Regions from separate parts of the Mus musculus genome. Here region 1 is linked to region 2. The links are chromatin contacts, called in public HiChIP or PLAC-seq maps. All regions are on one chromosome and are shown on one strand. Each heading gives the region's core, a stretch centred on a gene start, on an enhancer-like site or on the middle of the called end of the contact. The rest is flanking DNA. Distances are from core to core; before and after follow the strand shown.

Region 1 (3,251 bases), core at 317-2,816, 99 kb after region 2:
CAGACATGCCCAGGGGCCTGATCTCCCAGTGAGGATCTCTTCCCAAGTGATTCTAGGTGCTGGCAAGTTGGCAATTAAAACTAGCCATCACAGCCAGGTGGTGGTAGCACACACCTTTAATTCCAGCACTCAGGAGGTAGAGACAGACAGATCTCTGAGTTCAAGGGCTGGTCTACAGAGTGAGTTCCAGGACAGCCAGGGCTACATAGAGAAACCCTGCCTTGGAAAACAAACAAAAAAGTATCACAACTGCTAATGCTGTATAAGAAGCCAGTCTGGTAGCCTTGGAAGGTGAAGTTGCTTAAACAAGTGACTGAGGCTTCATCAACACCAACTGCCGTTCTGCTGTCTTCTCCCCCTCAGTATAAGCCTTTGGGTCTTTCATTACTGCTCCTTACAATTGAGTTACCGAGGGAGAATTAGAGCCTGTTTGGCTTTACTGTTCATAAGTGAATAGCTACAGCACTATAGCCCCCATTCTAACTGACCGTAAAAGACAGCCATAAAAATCTCATAGTAGGCTGGGTGGTCAGGCACTTGGAAGGAACCGGACTGGAGGGCTGCTGGTAGCTAAAATGATGGAGTAGTATGGAGACAGGCTACTCTGAGTTGCCACAGAATTCAAAGGTCTGTGTCTGTGCTCTGTGAATGACTACAAAGGATAGTCACCACAGAGGAGGCTCTGCATCAAGGTGTCCTACAGCCCCTTTCCCAGGCCACTTCAGTGTTGATCCAATAGATGTATAAACAAAGTTGCCATGGTGACATCATGGTGCCATGATGGGCTCAGAAACTTAGACTTCCTTTGGCCAAGTCTAATATGGTAAGTGCGCCTATTGAGCACTTAATCTTCCAACAGAAAAGGAAAAGAAGAGGAGGAAGAGGAGGAGGGAGAGGAGGAGGGAGAAGCAATCTACCAACATTGATCCCTGATCATTGATCCCTACAATGTTGCCACAGAAACAGTTCTGCTAATTGAAAAATGGAATGGTTTGCTGAATGCATTGGGTTTTTCCAGACAGAGTTTCTCTGTGTAGCTTTGACTGTCCTTGAACTAGCTCTGTAGACCAGGCTGGCCTCGAACTCACAGAGATCTGACTGCCTCTGCCTCCTGAGTCCTGGGATTAAAGGTGTGCACCACCACCTCTCCTGAGCCAAAGCAAAGGTTTTTATTTCAGTGACAATGTATCATTATTTTCCTTTATGATAGACTATTTTAAATGACCTGAAGAAACCATCAAAGAAATCTAACCCAAACTCAGATTTTTTTTTCCTTTGCTTCCTTCCAGCCCATGGCTTGGGACACAAAGCTGTATTAGAACTCTATGTGATTTTTGTAAGCCAGGCACGTGTGGGACACAACCACATTGGTTAAGTGTGCAGTATTGTTAGCTGTTCTAGTGCTTTGGAGTCTGAGCTGAGTACCTCTGATAGAGTACTGAGTACCTCCAACAGAGTTGTTTTGGCCTGCAAAGCATAAAACGCTTACAGAGCATATGTCCCTCCAGCTCGGGAGATTGTTCCTGTTTCTAGCTCTTGCATATGGAATGACTTACTGGCAAGAACTCCCTTCCCCTCATTGAGTCACTATGTGTACTACTGTGTTCTGCTGATTTCATAGGTCTGTCCCTATGCTAACCCACACTTGCTACTATAGGGATTTCGTTTTTTCAGACAAGGTCTAATTATGCAGCCCAGAAGTTGCTATGTAGACCAAGCTGTTGTCAAAATCATAGAGATCAGCCTGCCTCTGCCTCCTGAGTGCTGGAATCAATCGCCTGCACTACCAAGCCCAGCTACTATTAGGACTATAAGACAACTCTTAAATTAAGTAAAACTTGTTTCTTCAAAATAGTTTTTCCTATTTTTGCCTCACTATAAACAATAGAATCAGCTTTCAACTTTCTACCTAAAGCCTGCTGAGATTTTTGTTGTTGTTGTTGTTGTTGTTTTTGGTTTTGGTTTTTTGAGACAGGGTTTCTCTGTATAACCCTGGCTGTCCTGGAACTCACTTTGTAGACCAGGCTGGCCTCGAACTCAGAAATCCGCCTGCCTCTGCCTCCTGAGTGCTGGGATTAAAGGCGTGTGCCACCACGCCCAGCTGAGATTCTTATTTGAAGGAAACCAATGACACTCCACTAACACCATTATAATAGACAAAATACTGGAGGCTGGTTGTAAGCAAAGGCCAGAATTCACTTGCCACAGTTCCAGAGGCTGGAAGCCCAGGATCAAGGACTTGCTGGACGAGGTGCTTAGCAAGGCTACTCGCTTGCTTCCAAGATCAAACCTTGAGTGCCCTGTCCTCTGGAGGACAGGGGACAGGAGAGCTAAAGACAACCAAGGTAGAGGAAAACCCAGCTTCTCTCAGGGCCTCTTATTAGGAGTCTGCTCGTGACTTCATCAGCCCCTACAGCGCATCCACACACACAATACTGTCCAGTTGACCACTATGTGTTGTGTAGGAACCCTGGGAGTGCACACAGGCTACAGCAAGGCTTTGGATTTATGACCCCACCAGATGGCTTCATTTATTTACAGTCTGTAGGTTTTCTCTCAGCAAAGTTTTAGCATTCTGAATGCAGGTCTGCGTGTATTTTGTTAAATTTACCCCTAAATACTGCATATTTTTACTGCTATTATAAACCAGCTCTGTTTCGTCTTTTAGATTTTTTTTTATTGCTAGCTATTAAAGATGATTTATTTCTATTGAGTCTGTTCTGAAATCACCAATTAACCTCATTTATCAATTCAGGGAAATACTTTGTCAATTGTGAGTTTTCTCTGTCTGTGAATAAAATGTTTTCGCTTAATTCTTTGTATTCTATATGTCTCTCACTCGCTTTTCTTTTAAAAATTGTAGTTGTTTTTATATGTATCGGTGTTTCGGCTGCATGCGTGTCTGTGTGCCACACGATGCCTGGTACCACAGAGACCAAAAGAATCAGAGTCTGGAACGGGGGCTGCAGACACTTTTACTCTTTTGTCTGGAACTTCCACTGCCATTCAAATTCAAATGCAAAAGGCAGATACTGACATGTGTCTGATCTTCGCAAGGAAGTATTTAATCTATTGTTATTAATTACTAATCTATTAAATTAGATAATCAGTTTTTCTGAATGATCTTTAATGGATTAAAGTGCTTTCCTTCTAGTCATAGTTTTGAGAAGTTTTTAGAAAATATTTTTATTTTTAGTTATGCAATTTTGCAGGTTTATGCGCACCTGAGTGCAGTAACCTGCAGAGACCAG
Region 2 (3,277 bases), core at 453-2,952:
AATAAAAGGAACTTGATATTTAGGATGCTATTCTCTAAACCAATTAGTTTCCTTAGTTCTGGAGGAGGTTTACTAGGGACATTTCCCAGGACCCTCAAGAAATCTAAATGAGACTTACTAACATTAAATTATTATGAGCATTTATTTTATTAGTACTGGAAACTCAACCCACCAATTCAGGCATGTCTGACAAGCTTTCTATCACTGAGCAACAACTCCAGCAGGACCATTTGTTTTAATACTTCACTCTGTGAACTGAAGTACTTTTTTTTGTTGTTTGTTTGTTTTTGAAACAGGTTTTATCTGTGCAGTCCTGGCTGTCCTGGAACTTGCTCTGTAGATCAGGCTGCCCTCAAAACTCTTGAGATCCACCTGCCTCTGCCTCCTGAGTGCTGGGATTAAACTTGTGTGCCAACACCTTCTTTATAGCCACATGTTTTGCATTCCTCTACCTTTCCAGCTTGAAAAATTACTAAGTCTCAAATCAGCACAACTTCAATTTATAGTGGGGGAGGGCACAGCTTGCTTCAAGTCTACAAAACTATCAATTTCTACAATAAAATTACCCATAGGGTAAAATGCACGCCCCATCTACACAATTTTGATAACACTTTTTAGACCCGACTTAATTTGGAAGATTTCTATTCTCTAATTAAAGTTCTTACATTTCCAACTAGTATTTTTGTTACACTAACAATTTCAAATTTCCCAAATATTACTGCTTCAACTGACAGAACCTAATGAAAGGCCAGAATGCTGAAAAATCTGTATTAAACTAACTTTTCTTTTTTTGGCTTTTTTCGAGACAGGGTTTCTCTGTGTAGCCCTGGCTGTCCTGATACTCACTTTGTAGACCAGGCTAGCCTAGAACTCAGATATCCGCCTGCCTCTGCCTCCCAAGTGCTGGGATTAAAGGCGTGCCCGGCTAAACTAACTTTTCTTATAAAAAGATTGTTTACTTGTTCAATTTTCTTCACAAGATTATCAGGCAATCAAAAACAAGAACACTAATGTTTTAAACTTCAAAAACAGGTTGCCAATATTTTTCAACAGTTAAAAAAGCAATCTGTCATCGTCTTCCATTTTAACTAAGTTTCTAAAGTTTTTCTCCGCCCCCCCTTGTCCTTTCATAATTATCCTTTTAACACAAAAAGTTGAAAACTACAACACAGACGATCACTTCTGACACAGACCCTGCACTAACAAGCGGGATCACCGAAGGGCAGTCCTGGCCAAGGGCATAAAGGTTACCACCCTGCCTCCGCTAAAGAGCGCGCCGAGAGATAAGTTTTCTTAGCCGGCCTCCGAGAGGCCACCCGCTTCCAAGAGTTTGCAGCCTCCCCAGTCAAAAGGCCAGTCTCGTTTCCGGTGCCACCGAGCTGCAAATCTCCTACCCCATCCCCTGGGATACAGTTTCCTCCCGCTCTCGCGCTCCCCTCCCCCTGGCCAAGGACGGGCAGCCGCAGCGATCCTCCAGCCCCAGCAGCTGCTCCAGGCCCTCAGGCCGCAGTTGGCCGAGCGGAGCAGGGGCAAGCAGCCAGCGTTGGCTCTCCGTTCCCTCCCTGCCAGCGCCTTCCCGCCCCGCCCCGTCCCTCCCCGCCCCCCGCACTTCCTACCTTCCTCCATCCCACCCCCCCCAACCAAAGCCAAGGTCTCCCCGGCCCACAAACCTGACGGCGGAAGTGACGTCATAGAGGCCCGGCTACGTCCGCAGCCAGTCACGCCACAGCGGGGAGGTAGCCCCGACCAACCGGCGCGAGCCAGAGGGCGGGACTTCCGTCCGCCGCAAGTTTGATTGAAGCGGCGGGGGAGGGGCGAGGTGAGGAATGTGAAGAATGACCCCCCTCCCCCGCCCGGTCGCCGAGGAGCTGGGCGGGAAGCGGAGGGGGCTGGGGCAGGCCAGCGGCCACGCGGCACCCCTCCCCCGCCCGAGCCCCAAGGCCCACGGCATCCGTGGGCCACCGGCCCCGGGGCCACCCGCCTGCCCGAGGCGCCCAGGCCATCCCACGGGTCCCAGGGTGCGGCGCGGCAGCCCCCAAGTCTTCCCTCCTGGTCGCCCGCTGCCGCCGCCGCTGAGTCTGGAGGAGGGAAAAATGGCGACGTCCCCGCGCTCGCCTTCACGCCCGCAGTACCCACCTCAAGCTCGCGGATAAAGGCGTCCCGCTGCCGCCACGGGAAATGGTCTGGCTTTCCCCCCACCGTGGCCCTCCACCGCCGCGCCCGGGAGAGAGCAGCGCGCGAGAACCCGGATGGAAGCGCGGGCGGGCGGGCGCCGCCTCGGCGGCCTGAGGGAAGGCTACGCGCGCGCCGGGAATCCGAGGCGGGGGCGGGAGCTGCGGGCAGCGCGCATTCCTATTGGCGGACGCTGTTGACGGACGTGTGCCTCGCCCTCTCGCCTTAGCCGGTCGGGGCTCACCCGGACCCCCACTGGAGGGTGACGGCTGAGCCCGCCCCCGCCGCGGAGAAGGCGGGTCTGGCCCGCCCACCGTGACAGGCTCCTCTTTCCCTACTGGAGGACCGGGAGAATAGCGAGGACCGTCCTCTGAGTCCCGCCCTCCGCGGTGATGGACAAGTCGTGTCACGTGGCCTCCGTCCGCTCTGCCGGCTGCGAGGCGGGAGGTGCTAGAGTTTTCGGGGCGGTTTTCACGTGTACCCAAGATGTTGGATTCACTCAGTCTTCCCTCTCGGGGGCTCCGGGGCTCGACGCCAAGGCCACTCCATACCTCACTTCACCCATCTGTCACATAAGGAGTTAGGTCTCCTATGGTGTATCTTTTATCTCTTTTATTTTTTTTTTCTTTCCCATGTATTGAAATTTTTGTGCTAAAACTTTTTCAAAGCAATCTTTACGAATTCTTTTTTTTTAAATCAATGCAAAAGCATTTCTTCATTCTTACTGGAACTTTCCATGCACTAGGAGACCTCTCTGCTCTTTGGTGGGTGGGTTGGGGTACTATTTAATGATAGTAGGTTTGCACGGTTTAAAAAAGAGAGTCAAGAGAGTCAAGCATCAACAAAACCCTATGAACATTCATCTGCAATCCATCCAGGGGAAAAAGGCACTGTACACGTCAGCAAAGTGCTTATATTATAAACTCCAACTATAAGCCATCCTAACATTCTCTGTCCAAAGCAAATGACAAGAGAGTTTAGAAGATGGGAGAGTTTGGGACTAAAGTGAACAAGTGAACAAAAAGAAGAGGAGGGTGGTGAACCTTGTGGGATAGGTAGGATATGGGGAGGAAGAGCTTCAACCTTCAGGATATACTGTGAGAAA

What was found. HiChIP or PLAC-seq counts read pairs in DNA pulled down with a chosen protein or histone mark.
Region 1: an H3K4me3 HiChIP or PLAC-seq map of bone marrow-derived macrophages shows a contact between it and region 2, with 2.5 times the contacts expected there. The contact joins two enhancer-like sites. A contact is called at or near these places in 19 of 39 promoter capture datasets (the 3T3-L1 cell line, 3T3-L1-derived adipocytes, the C10 cell line and 11 more), 4 of 15 datasets of contacts at CTCF or cohesin (CD8 T cells, the NIH/3T3 cell line, large pre-B cells and 1 more), 106 of 484 Hi-C or Micro-C datasets (the AML12 cell line, B cells, the BV-2 cell line and 70 more), 39 of 115 datasets of contacts at active chromatin or transcription factors (CD4 T cells, CD4 single positive thymocytes, the HPC-7 cell line and 25 more) and 1 of 9 other capture datasets (embryonic stem cells).

The regions. Positions count from the first base shown.
Region 1 is chr13:48,643,650-48,646,900 of GRCm38.p6, forward strand. No RefSeq gene overlaps it. Among named protein-coding and RNA genes, the nearest start is that of Gm36606, 18 kb to the right of the region's middle. Within about 2 kb of position 1,567, at least 3 of the 459 cell types and tissues checked have an H3K27ac peak or open chromatin away from gene starts, as enhancers often do. A contact at or near this core is called in bone marrow-derived macrophages, where this site is marked.
Region 2 is chr13:48,544,214-48,547,490 of GRCm38.p6, forward strand. No RefSeq gene overlaps it. Among named protein-coding and RNA genes, the nearest start is that of Mirlet7a-1, 7.6 kb to the left of the region's middle. Within about 2 kb of position 1,703, at least 414 of the 459 cell types and tissues checked have an H3K27ac peak or open chromatin away from gene starts, as enhancers often do. A contact at or near this core is called in bone marrow-derived macrophages, where this site is marked.